2 separate regions of the Mus musculus genome follow, and region 1 is linked to region 2. The links are chromatin contacts, called in public promoter capture Hi-C maps. All regions are on one chromosome and are shown on one strand. The core of a region is the stretch at or near the end of the contact, and the rest is flanking DNA. Distances in the headings are between cores, read along the strand shown.

Region 1 (6,950 bases), core at 3,511-6,010, 330 kb after region 2:
TTTTGGTGGCATACAGTGTTAAGAGAATGCTAAGGAAACAAAAAGAATAACAAAGAAAGACATTTCATATTTAAAAATAGAAGTATAGCAATTCCAATTCCAAATACATCAAAGAATCAAAAAAGGCATTCCACTGGAAAGGAATTCAATTTAACTACTCTGAATAAAATATATAGACAAGCCTGAGGTAAACTTCTTTGTATGATGTTACTGACAAAAGTTCAAGTGGCTGATAGTGAATTTGAAATTTTTAACTTCAAAACTGAAATCTTGAAAAGAAAAAGGAAGGCTGGAGAGATGGCTCAGCAGTTAAGAGCACTGACTACTCTTCCAGAGGTCCTGAGTTCAATTTCCAGCAACCACACAGTGGCTCATAACCATCTTTAATGGGATCTGATGCCCTCCTTTGGTGTGTCTGAAGACAGCAATAGTATACTCACATACATGAAATAAACAAATCTTTAAAAAAAGAAAGAAAGAAAGAGAGAGAGAGAGAGAGAGAGAGAGAAAGGAAGGAAGGAAGGAAGGAAGGAAAGAAAAAGGAATAGTACTTCCAATTTCTTACACATAATCATCTACTTTTTAAAAAAATAACATTTGTGTATTATGAGTGTCTGTGTATGCACATGCCAAGTGTGGAGGTCAGAGAACACTTTCTGAAGTTGGGTCTCTCTCTCTCTCTCTCTACATCTGGGGTCCTAGAGAACAAATTCAGCTTTCAGTCTGGGTAGCTACTGAGTCATCTCCCAGCTCTATATGTCACTTTTAATATAAATGTGCTAAACTGGGCTGGAGAGATGGCTCAGCAGTTAAGAGGTCCTGAGTTCAAATCCCAGCAACATGTGGAAGTTCACAAGCATCTGTGATCCAATGCACAATTTACAAACAAAAAAATTACAGTTGGCTCTTAGTTGCAGCTTAACTCACTTTCAATTATGAATTTATAAAGCCATCAAATCAGATCCTGAAGCTATGCCCTAAGGACCAGGAAGTCCTGGGAAGCTATAAAGCTTCCTTGCCTTCTACAGTGTGCTCCCTGTCCTTCGCAGGGAATGCACTTATTAACTTTAAAGCTGCAATCCTTGTTCCGTCTGCATTCTCACAAAGTCTCTCCCACAAAGAGTGAGTGAGTGTGTGTGTGTGTGTGTGTGTGTGTGTGTGTGTGTGTGTGTGTGTGTGTGTGTGTTTATGTGTGTGAAGGAGGAGGGGGGAGAAGCAAGCCAGAAGAGGATTACATCTAAAGATCTCCTGAAGCTGGAGCTGTACATGGTTTTGAGCTGTCCCATGTGGGTGCTAGGAATTGAACGTGGGTCCTTTCCAAGATGAGTTTGTTACTGCTGAGACATCTTTCTAGCTCTAAAATAGCTTCTTTTAAATAAGGGATTTTTTTTTTCCCTAAGGAAAATAAGTTGCATCTGATAGAGGCAGACATCCTACTTAAAAAAGGAATTAATTCCTTCAAAAGTGACCTTACTACCATTTCCAAATTAACAACCAAAGATTAAAAGCATTTAAGAGCCGGGCGTGGTGGCGCACAGCTTTAATCCTAAGCACTCGGGAGGCAGAGGCAGGTGGGATTTCTGAGTTCCAGGCCAGCCTGGTCAACAAAGTGAGTTCCAGGACAGCCAGGGCTATACAGAGAAACCCTGTCTCGGAAAAAAAAAAAAAAAAAAAAAAAAAAAAAGCTTTTAAGAAGCATGAATTAATGGTGTGAAATAGTTACCTGCATTTGTCACAACAGATCATGTATCCGTCATCATGTGTAAAACCACATATGCACCTGGTTACATCAGTACCGTAACTTCCATCTTCAGATGTGCTGATTGTAGTAGCACTGGAAGTTTCATCAAAATTAGGAGTGGTAAATATGCCTACTTCGTTTTTGCTAATGAGACCTGATGGAGGAGGGGATGCTGGAGGTGTTGGAGGAGGACGAGCACCATAATTATGGTCCTAAATAATATAACAAAAAACAACACAAAATACACATTTCAATGACATAAATTAGGCAAGCTAAATAAAAATTGAACACTTAATAAAATAAAATCGGTCCATTTTTTTTCTTAATACTGTTAAAAATAATGACATAAGACTAATAATTAAATCACAGTGGTAATAAGTTAATGTCACTGTCTAGTAGATGAAAGTCACCTTCACATCACATGACACCCCCCCCCCCCACACACACACACACAGACAGCGGAAACTACATTACCAGTCCTGTGTTCACAGTTTCACAAGTCTATGTAATGAGAATAAGGGGAAAAAAAAACAAAAAACCACAAATTCCCCAGGAATAGAAAAGCTAAAGAATGGCAAAAACTGGGCTAGAGTGGTTCAGCAGGCAAAGGTGTGTGCCATTGAGCCTACGTAGCAACCTGAGTTCAATACTTGGACTCATGTGATGGAAGGAAAGAACCCATTTGACTTCTACACAGGAACCACAGTACATTCTCAATTCTCCCAGACAAATGTAGTTAAGTAGCAAAAAATTACTATAAAATATATACAAATTACTGTAAAATAAAAATATATGGGGATTTACATTTCTGGTAATTTTTATTCTCATCTAAATAGTCTCTCATAACTGTACTTTCTTAGTAATCACAGACATATCCACCAGTTCTGTAACTCTTTGAATCAAAATATAGATAACCCTCAATTTGAAATAAACTAAGGGATTAAGTTTTTATCCTCTCAGCTATAAAACAGGGATGAAAAGTTCCTTACAAGAGTTCGTTTTAAGGATTAAATGAGCTACACACACACATATATACCTATATATGTATATATACATACACCTACACACATACATGTATATATCATCCATATGTACATATGTTAAATGCATATATTCAACATAAAGAGATATATAACAACAAGCTGGACCCAAAGAGACATCTCAACAGTTAGGAAGGAGCACGCGCTGCTCTTCCAGAGGACTCAACTTATGTTCTCAGAATCACATAACCACTGTGACTCCAGCCACTAAGAACCCAATTGCCTCCTTAAGCATTTATACTCTACATAACCACATGCAGACACACACCATAATTAAAAATGATAAAAACAGCCAGGTGTGTGCCTCTCCCAGCACTGGGGAAGCAAAGATCTACAGATCTCTTGGGTTTGAGGTTATCCTGGTCTACACAGCTAGTTCCAGGGCTATACAAAGACCTTATCTCAAAAAACAAAAACAAACAAACAAATAAAAAAAGATAAAAATAAACCTTTAGAAAAAATAACTACATAATTTACTAATTACTATATAATTTAGAATTAATAGTACATAATACAATGTAACCTTATCCAGTCTTTTCATTGAGGTTAAAAAATACCAACATAAATACAACAATTGTATTGTAATATAGCATTGTTAGGTCAAAGTATAAACTATATAGTTAATTACACAGAAAATATAAACCAGCTATGCTTTTTAAGTATTAAGCACAATACCACATACATCTCCTTTTAACTTGCAGCTCTCCAGAAGCCCGTGTGAGCAAACCTTTGACACTTACTTACCGCATAGGGCAGACCGATGTAGCTGTGTGAGTGGTGGGAGCTGCTGGTGTATAACTGGTGGGGAAAACTGTTGGATTTCTCAACTACCACAGGGCTAGCTTCTACGGATTCCGGTCTAGAGGAAAGAAGTTCCAGCAATTAGAATTCCATTCACTTTTCTGTTTTCATCTATTAAAATAATTTATGTAATTACTTAATCTATTAAAATTGATCAGGTGCTTATATTAAAATATTGTCAAAACAAATACAATGTCTATTTATAGTATGTGCACAGCTTGTGAGTCCATTCATCCTATGGAGACTGTATCTTAACCAAAGTTTTACTTAATAAAATAAATATCCTAATGCCAAGTTCAATTCCAGTTTCCTGTCGTTTAGAAAGTGCCCAGTGCTGGGGATGATGGTGCCTAGGCTGTAATCATAGCACTGTGGGAAGCTGAGGTAGGGGAATCAAGAGTTCAGTACCAGCATGGGCTACAAGTAAAATATGGCTAAAATAAAACAAAACAAAAACCCCAAAAACCCAAAACCTCAAAATTACTAGAGACCAAGCTTTATGTCATCTACCCAGTAAGAAACATGCAAAGGGGTGGCCAGAATGACAGAATGGTTTTAAGTAAGACTAACTAAAGAGAGAGTCTATACAGACTCTGGCTTGAATGTTAAGTGTGCATTTCAATGATCAAAATAATATGTGTTGAATGTGCTGAGGTAGAACAGACTCTGGAAAATGTCAGTAAGTTAAAGAAAAGGGAACCTACATTGAACCAGATTTACACCTGAAAAATACAAGCAGCTGTGTGTAATGAGTAGCGTTTAGGTCTGGCCTACCATGAGTTAAGTGTAGGTAATGAATCAATTGCTAATAGTGCTGAGAGTAGCAACCCCCAAACTGTTGCAGCTTTGAAAGCTCCTTGCCCTTGCATTTAACTATACCATTTTCCCAACTTCTTTATTCATACCGACACCCCCTCATCCCAGCCCAATTTTATCTAATGGCTATTGATCAGTGTAGTGGTAAATTAACAGCCAAGGTCAAGTCTCTCCTTTTCAAATCTAGAAGACAATCTGTTTCTTTGCCTTTATTTCAATCTTTATCCTACTTCCTAATTCCCTAAATTGGTCCCGAGACCAGCAGGATAAAAACAACTTTCACAGTTGCTACTTTCTTAGCCGACCTTCACATAAGCTCAAGTTAGTGCCAAATGGATGATGTCATAAGACCCAGTGTGCCACAATGAGTAGAAAGAAGCACAAAATGAGATTGCTGAGTCATCCTGCAAATTACAATCTCCAATAGGTTCAGGGTAGTCTGAAAACTAGTATCTGTTAAATTTGTCTCATAGTTTTAAAATTAGAATATGTTCATGTATGAAATTTAAATACAAAAGTACTTATAAATGCAAAACATTAAATCTTCCTCCATTACCATGTCAACATTTACTCCATGTATCCCTTTCTAGTTTTATGTTATAAATACATCTATACATTTTAAAAACTAAGAATATCTTATATTTACTTACATATATACCTTACTCTTATAATGATTACTTATTTGCCTCAGGTTTCTTTTCAATGATTTATTTTTATTTTATGTAGGTCGGTGTGAGGGTGTTGGACAGATTGCCTGGAACTGGAGTTACTGAGAGTTTTGAGCTACCATGTGGATATTGGGACTTGAACCCAGGTCCTCTGGAAGAACCCAGTGCTCTTAACCACTGAGCCTCTTGCCTCAGGTTTCTGACTGTTAAAATGACAGGAGTGGCCGGGTGTGGAGGCGCACGCCTTTAATCCCAGCACTCAGGAGGCAGAGGAAGGCGGAGTTTTGAGTTTGAGGCCAGCCTGGTCTACAAAGTGAGTTCCAGGACAGCCAGAGCTACACAGAGAAACCCTGTCTCAGGAAAAAAAAAAAAAAAAAAAAAAAAACAGGAAAAAAAAAAAAAGATGACAGAGTGACCTACCATGCTGGCCTCCTTTTGTGAGGGTGGGTAATAATCCCATGTAGTGCAAGCTAGAAATCACTATGTAGCTAACCCTAGCCTTGAACTCCTAATCCTCCTGCCTCCACTTCCTAAATACTGAGATTACAGGCATACACCACCATGCCTGCCTAACTTGGAAAAAAAAGTTGAATTACAGCAATGATCTATAATACCATCATTAAAGCTATGCGAAGGAAGTGTGGCAAAAGTAGAAGACTCACTCTTAAGTGTATAATCTAATTACACTGTTCCTGAAGAATGTGGGTAAAACTGGTAATGTGGAGTAGCTAATGAAATGAAATCAAGTTTTCAGGTAAACGTAGATGAGTTCAAGTATGTGAAAGAGCAAAATACTTTTCAGAGTATCACGATGCAAACATGGCTGCAATAGTGACGAGAAAGAAAGGCCATGTAAGAAAGCAGAAGGTTTTAAGAACATCTCTGTGTTGAATTTTTGTACTTACAAGTAGTTTTTAAAATAACTTTAAATGTATTTATTTAATGTGTGCTTGTGTGTACATTTGGTAACATGGTACCCACACAGATCACAGAGCACCTTTTGAGAGTCAGCTCTCTCCTTCCATCATGTGGATTCTAAGAAGCCAACTAAGGCCATCATGCTTGGTGCGAGCACTGTTACATACATGTCATCTTGAGGGTGCACTGAAAGCAATTTTTTTTTTTTTTTGGTTTCTGAGACAGGGTTTCTCTGTGTAGCCCTGGCTGTCCTGGAACTCACTCTGTAGACCAGGCTGGCCTTGAACTCAGAAATCCGCCTGCCTGTGCCTCCTGAGTGCTGGGACTAAAGGCGTGCGCCACCACCGCCTGGCCGAAAGCAATTTTTAAAACAAGGAAACATGTTATAAAAATATTGAATGACGGGCTGGTGAGATGGCTCAGTGGGTAAGAGCACCCGACTGCTCTTCCAAAGGTCAGGAGTTCAAATCCCAGCAACCACATGGTGGCTCACAACCATCCGTAACAGGATCTGACGCCCTCTTCTGGAGTGTCTGAAGACAGCTACAGTGTACTTACGTATAATGAATAAATAAATCTTTAAAAAAAAAAATATTGAATGACATTTATTACTTTAAAATGTTTACTACTGTTGCGTGTGTGATATGTATGTGTGCTATACAGGTTGTACAAGTGTCACCACACATATGGGGAGCAGACTTTTATTCTCTTCTTCCTCTGGGGATCAGAGGATAGGACTCAGGCCATTGGGCTTAAACAGAAAGTGCTTTTTTACTCCTGGTTGACATTTTTAATGATTGTCCTTAACTATAATACAGCATTTAATTAAAATAGAAAGATCAGTACTCGTGAGGCTAAGGCAAGGGGATTTCCAAGTTTAACAAACATCATTCGACTCAGTAGCACCAGTTTGAGGGATTTATCCAAAGGAAGCAACTTCCTTAGGATAGAACACTTCCTTACATA
Region 2 (6,986 bases), core at 1,781-4,280:
TGGTTGTGAGGGCATCAGATGGTTGTGAGCCACCATGTGGTTGCTGGGATTTGAACTCATGACCCCTGGAAGAGCAGTCAGTGCTCTTAACCGCTGAGCCACCTCTCCAGCCCTTATCTGTTGTTTCTTAAGACAGGCTGGAGAAATAACAGCTCTTGTCGATTTTGTAGAGGACCAGGGTTGGATTCCCAGAGCTCATATGTGAGTAGCCTAGAACCGTCTGTAGTTCCAGTTCCAAGTAGGCTGAAGCTGAAGCCCTCTTCTGGCCTTCCGTGGCACCAGACATGCATAGTCACAGACATCTAAATTTTAAAAGCACAAGTCTAGGCTTCACTATTCTTGCCCATAACTTTAAAAAAAAAGAGCTAAAAACCAAATACACTAATATTTGTGTACAATATTTTAGATACACTATAATTCTGTGACCTAACCTGATCTCCATATCATGGTAATCCTCCTGCCTCAGCCTCCTAAGGGCTGGGATTTCAGAAGTGAGCCACACCTGGCTTGGCAGATTTTTATGTCTCTTCCCTTTCATTTTTTATAAAGAGCCTGCACACTGTCGCACAGCAGTTAACTGAGCCACTGAAGACACGGACAAAGTCCTTAACGAAGTAGTTTGCACCTGACGCTCTAAAATGACAATTCGGCTGATGTCAAGAGTCAAGGCATCTGGGCAGACAAAAGTAGAGAAAGTTTGTTTGCATTTTTTGGTTTGTTTCCTTGTTTGTTTGTTTGTTGTTTTGTTTTGTTCTGCTTTTCCCCTTTTGGTTTACAAATGGGCTGGCAGGTATTTCCTAAACTTTTGAGATTTTATGTGTGTAGGTGTTATATGTATGTCTGTTTACCACATTAGTCAACGTACATAGAGGCCAGAAGAGAGCATTGAATCTCCTAGAACTATAGTTACAAGCAGTTGTTAGCCACACTGTAGGTGAAGTCAGCTCCTCTGAAGAATATCAAATTCTCTTAACTGCTAAGCCCATTCTGTCTGCTGCTTTGTTTGTTTGGTGGTGTAGGGCTCAAGTTCAAACCCAGGGCTCCCAAAGTTCTAGGCAAGAAAGAGCTCTGGCACTTTAACTTCCCAGGCCACTTCAGGCTTTGGGTTTTGTTTTGTTTTATTTTTTTTAATTATTATTTATTTGTTTAAGGATTTGTTCATTTGATTTATGTGCACAGGTGTTTGCTTCCGTGAGTTTATGTGTACCATGTGTGAGCAAGAGCCCTGGGATGGCAGGACTGTACATTTAGACTTCTAAGACTGAAGTACTGAGCTGTCACGTGGGTTCCAGGAACTGAACCCAGGTCCCCTGTAACAGCAGCAAGCACTCTTAAGCACCAAGCCATCTTTCAAGCTTATCAGAAGCCAACAGTAAGAGCAAACTTCCTCCTGGGAGCCACATGGAAATGTGGGCACCCTTTCTCTTACTGTCAAGGTCACTGAGCTTAACTGTTAACATAAGGGCTTTTTAAAAAATACTTCAGGCTGGAGAGATGGCTCAGAGGTTAAGAGCACTGACTGCTCTTCCAAAGGTCCTGAGTTCAGGTCCCATCGACCACATGCTGGCTCACCATCACCCATGATGAGATTTGACGCCCTCTTGTGGTGTGTCTGAAGACAGCTACAGTGTACATAGATATAATAATAAATAAATCTTTAAAAAATACTTCAAAAGCTCCTAAAGAGGTTGGGCATGTGACATCTGTGAAATAGAAGACTGTGGATCTGGAGTCCAAGGTCATCCTTAGTCACACAAAAGTCTGGGGCGAACCTGGGTTACGCTCCACCTTGGTTAAAGAGAGAGAGAGAGAGAGAGAGATTGAGAGAGAGAGAGAGAGAGAGAGAAACAAAAACAGCCCCTTCAGGGTGCTGGATTCCTAATAACCTGCTACGCTTATCTCAAGTGAAATAACAAATATCCAGGAGTCTGACATAGTTTCCTGTCCTAGGTACTGGGTCTTTTCCATGTCACCTACCCAGACCAAGCCCTGGGACCTAAGGTGTGGGCTACCTGCAGCAAACTGTAATTACTTACTCACTGAAGGCAAAAGTACAATTAACCTATTATCAAACCTCTTCCTAGAACCCAGTAACAGTGACCAGCATAACCCCTCTAAATACCTGATAACGAGCTGACAGTTCATTAAAATGGCAGGTCCCAGTGAAGCCAAACCAGTCACTGTCCTAGGAAGGAGCGTCAATGTGCTCTTTCTATATTTCACAGTCTTAGAGAGACAAAAGTCCACGTGCAAAGATAACTAATATTTATTACTGTTTAAACATTGTACAGAAAGAATACTCCATTGAAAAGATAGCAGACTAAGAAACTCTTTTGCAGACTCTGAAAAGGCGAGCTTCGAAGGGCAGCTAGACAAAAAGAACTAAGGGTTTAAAGCCTGCTTACTTTTCACGTCTGTGTTCTTCGTTTCGTCACCACTCTCGGGGCAGCACTGGCAGAAAAACAGGTGTGGCAAACAAGTTAGACTGAAGTAAGTGGAATTCATACAGCGCTCCGAAAGGTCCCATACTGACGGGCGGAGAGGTCCTAGGCGCCTCTCCCAGGGGCATGCCTGACACTACTGCCACCTTCCCAGAGGTCTGGACCACCTCCCCAGGGTCCGAGTTACTCTGCCCGGGCACCGAGGCCACTTTCCCGCCAACTCTCAAAACTGTCATCTTCTGGGACATCGGACATTGCACTGTGACTACCTCCCCAGGGACTCCCTTGCCTGCTTCCGGCCGTGGGAACCACCGCCAAACCACTTCCAAGGTAACCTGTCCCCGGGGCGGAGGTGGGGTCTGTGCCACCTCGCAGGGTCACCAGCGTCCCTTCCCCGGGTTTCCAGGGACGCCTCACCGGGGCTGCCGGCACTTCGCCGATATCGTCAGCCGCAAGCATCCTGCCTCCGCACGAATTCTGGATTCCATGCACCGCCAGCCCGGCCTGCAGAGTCCGGCTAGGGAACACACAGACTGGGCGACCAGACCAGCCTTCTGGGACGCAGGGTTGAGCGCCACCTCGACTTCCTATCACCGACTCTCTGGTTCCGTTCTCTTGGCCTAGAGAGGCATATCTGCGCGCCGCTGTCCTGTTCTGTGGCGCCCCCTGCTGGTTGGATGTCATGTTGGCCGCTCAGGGAACCTGGCAGCCCTACTGCTTCCCAGGCTGCTGAGTTCTGTGCAGGAGCTCTCTCCACTTCTTTGGAGTTACTAAAAATAAAATTCGGCCCTGGCATGGTGTCTCACACTTGGAATTCCACCGTTTGGGAGGTGAAGGCGGGAAAACCAGTAGTTCAAAGTCAACTCCAGCTACACACTGAATTCAAGGAGGGGAGAGGAAGGAGGGGAGGAGAAAATACTCATGATACCCTTAGGATGGTGAGCCACAAGTCGGGAGCGGAGGCGGGAAGATTGCCACTAGTCCCTGCCAGCTTGCTCTATAAAGTGAATTCGGTATCAGCTAGAACAACACCTATCTCAAAATGGCTCAGCGCATAAAAGCATTTGCCACCAAGACACCGGAGTTCCATACTTGGCCCACGTGGTACTAGGTAGGAGTGTCAAAGTGCTCTTTCTATATTTCACAGTCTTAGAGAGACAAAAGTCTACGTGCAAAGGTAACTAATATTTATTTATTTATTTATTTATTTATTTATTTATTTATTTATTTATTTATTTTTGGTTTTTCGAGACAAGGTTTCTCTGTGTAGCCCTGGCTGTCTTGGAACTCACTCTGTAGACCAGGCTGGCCTCGAACTCAGAAATCCGCCTGCCTCAGCCTGTAACTAATAGTTATTACTGTTTAAGCGTTGTACAGAAAAAAATACTCCATTTAAAAGGTAGGGACTAAGTAACCTCTTTTGTAGACTCAAGAGTAAGCTTTGAAGGACAGCTAGACAAAAGGAACACTCCTTCATATATTTTCGAACTGGAAGGTCCAGATCTGTTTGTAGGAGGGTTGAAACATTCTGGGAGTCAGACAGAGAAAGAGCACTCAAAATCTGGCATCCAGTTTGCTGGGCAAAGCCCCCTAAACCTCTACTGTTTTCCAGGGAGGAGGAACTGAATTACTTAGAAGCAAGGGATAGGTAGAGAACATGGAAATTTGACAGGCAAACCCTGGAAGGCAATGCCTTTGAGACCAAACAAATGGGGAGAAAACAGAAAAAAAAAAAACAACAAGCAAACAAACAAACAAAAATCTTTAGAGGAAACAGAAACTACTCCGTGAGAAGAAAACTCACTGAGGTGTAGACATACATGCAGACAAAACACCCATACACATAAAATGAAAAAAAATAAATAAATAAGAGCCGGGTATGGTGGTGCATGCCTTTTATCCCACAACTCAGGAGGCAGAGGCAGGTGAATCTTTATGAATTCAAGGCCAGCCTCATCTACATAGTGAGTTGAAGGATAGACAGAGCTATATAGTGAAACCCCGTATAAACAAACAGACAGACAGACAAACAGGATCTGGAGAGATGGCTTCAGCAACTAAGAGTACTAGCAGCTCTTTCAGAGAATCCAGGTTCACTTTCTAGCACCCACGCAGCAGCTGACAGCTCTCTGTCTGTAACTCAATTCTAGGGTATCTGACTCTCTCTCTGAACTCTCTGGACACCAGACACACACCTGGTATACAGTCACACATACAGGCAAACATCCACACACTTTAAAAAATAAAAATAATAAAATTTAAAAATTTAAAATTAAAACAGGATCTAGGCTATATTATACCATATAGCTGTATCTGAGTCTGCTGACCTTAGGACATTAAGGTATTAATTTACCCTAGCCCCAAGAATGTGCAGCTGTACAAGAATTAGTGAAATGGGCTAGGCATGATGCCACAAGTTTATAATTGCAGTGCTTTTGAGACTGAGGGAGGAGGCTCTTGAATTTGGGATTAGCCTGGGCTATATACTGAGCATCTATCTTAAAAAGGAAAAAAAAACAGAAAGAAAGAATTAATAAAATGATTAAAGACAAATGAAAGAATTTAGGTAGGTAACTACAGAGAATAATCTTAGAGGAAGACAATGTAGAAGCCACAAGTCTGAACTAAATATATGTGACTGTAGTGATTTGAATAAGAATGCCCCCATAGGTTCATGTGTGCGAATACTTGGTCTCCAGTTGATAGAACTGTTTGGGAAGCATTAGGAGGAGTGGCCTTGTTGGAGGAGGTGTGGCCTTGTTGGACAAGGTTGTCACAGTCAGTTGGCTTTGAAGTTTCAAAAGCCCACACCATTCCTGACTTTCTCCGCTGTGTACTTGTGGACAAAGATGTGTGCTCCCAGCTGCTGCCTACCTACCAGCTGCCAGGATTACTGTGGACACACCCTCTGAAACTGTAAGACCCAATAAACTCTTCTTTCTATAATTTCCTTTGGAGGTGGTGTCTCATCATAGCAGTAGGACAGTAACTAAGAAGTGACTCATTTAGCTGGATCTTTCTACTAAATCCATATTTTAAAAGCAAGTGTGGGACTCAGGAGACAGTTTAGTCAATACAGTGGGGACCTGTGTTCAGATCCTGCTAGTCATGTAGAAAGCTGGTCACAGCAGATCTGTGTAATCCAAGCAGTAGAGAGACAGAGATAAGATCTTTCGACTTGCCAGCTAACCAGTCCAGTTGAGCTCCAGGATCAATGAAAATTATTTACAAAAAGTAGGGTGAAGGGGCCATGGAGATGGATCGGAGGTAAGGGCACTTGCCAAGCAAGCCTGACGACTTGGCTTCCGTCCCCAGAAACCATGTAAGGTAGAAGGAGAGGACCAGCTTCTGCAGACTATGCTCCAGCCTCCACATGTACGCATGCCCACATCATAAACACACAATAATAATAAGTAACTAAGGTAGAGAGTGAAAGCGGAAAGCACCATGATGGGCCTCAGGTCTCCACAAACTCAGAACTGTACATGGACCTTAGTTTTTGATATTTTGATGGTCTTAGGCAACCCCTTGAAAGGGCCACTGGAACCCCAAGGGGTTAAGGAACTACTGATTGACACCGTTCAGAGTTCCAGTCAGGGAACGATGCTGGTCCTGTACGATTACAATGAACCCAGTCAGGATAGTCCAGCATAGGCATGACCAGGGCTTGTCTCCAAGGTAATTCTAGACTCTGTCAAATTGACAACACTAATCATCACATATGCAAACCTCACATATGTAAAACACATGGTTACAACAAACACCACACACACACACACACACACACACACACACGTCTAAGAGGAATACAAAGATCTGAAATAACAGGATTTTGTTTGTTTTGGTTTGGTTTTCTTTTTCTTTTTTTTTTTTTCTATTTTGTTTTTTCAAGACAGGGTTTCTCTGTATAGCCCTGGCTGTCCTGAAACTCACTCTGTAGACCAGGCTGGCCTCGAACTCAGAAATCTACCTGCTTCTGCTTCCCAAGTGCTGGGATTAACGGTGTGTACCATTACTGCCCAGGTTTTTGTTTGTTTGTTTAAAAAAAACCAAAACAACAGGGTCTTACCTAGGCCATGTTTACCTGGGATTCCTTACATATCCCAAAGTGCCCTTAAGTTTCTGATCCTTCTGTCCATATCACCTGAGTGCTTGGATTATGGGCTTTTGACTCTCCACAAATCTTGATTTATTTTATTATATTTTATTTTACCCTGAGTTGAAATCTGGCAAAATATTAGACCTGAAATGCTATGGAATGCTTTGATTTGGTCAGTTGGCTACTTGAAGCATGAGAAGAAAAATATATTTTATTTTTCTTTACGCCAAAGCATTAACCAGCTATGATGGAATCTTCTTGAAGACAGTCCTCCTGGGGAGCTGTCAAAGGTAAGAAACCCATTCTATTAATATGCACTATTAACCATAGCTGTGAAAGAAGCTCCCATTTAAGCACAATTAACAACTAATAAGGTAGTCTCTGTTTTTGAAGTCCTAAAGGTTTCTTTGCATAAGGCAAGTCACTTCCCAGGCGCCGATGGGCGG

The links. Promoter capture Hi-C pulls out the DNA fragments that hold promoters and counts their contacts.
Region 1: a contact with region 2 is called in a promoter capture Hi-C map of neural stem cells. The contact joins the enhancer-like site here to the promoter of Rint1 in region 2. A contact is called at or near these places in 5 of 39 promoter capture datasets (HPC-7-derived erythroid cells, cranial neural crest, hippocampal neurons and 2 more), 1 of 15 datasets of contacts at CTCF or cohesin (large pre-B cells), 7 of 115 datasets of contacts at active chromatin or transcription factors (the 230-238 cell line, the NIH/3T3 cell line, effector CD8 T cells and 4 more) and 3 of 9 other capture datasets (adipose tissue, liver and pancreatic islet).

What each region holds. Positions count from the first base shown.
Region 1 is chr5:23,459,706-23,466,655 of GRCm38.p6, reverse strand. Kmt2e (lysine (K)-specific methyltransferase 2E) reads right to left here. Exons shown (of 26, transcript NM_026984.2): 3 at 3,526-3,640; 4 at 1,724-1,953. Among named protein-coding and RNA genes, the nearest start is that of Kmt2e, 29 kb to the right of the region's middle. Within about 2 kb of position 4,760, at least 50 of the 459 cell types and tissues checked have an H3K27ac peak or open chromatin away from gene starts, as enhancers often do. A contact at or near this core is called in the NIH/3T3 cell line, adipose tissue, liver and 1 more, where this site is marked.
Region 2 is chr5:23,783,755-23,790,740 of GRCm38.p6, reverse strand. It overlaps Rint1 (RAD50 interactor 1), which reads right to left and starts at 3,030. Exons shown (of 15, transcript NM_177323.4): 1 at 2,859-3,030; 2 at 2,406-2,451. The coding sequence starts at 2,900.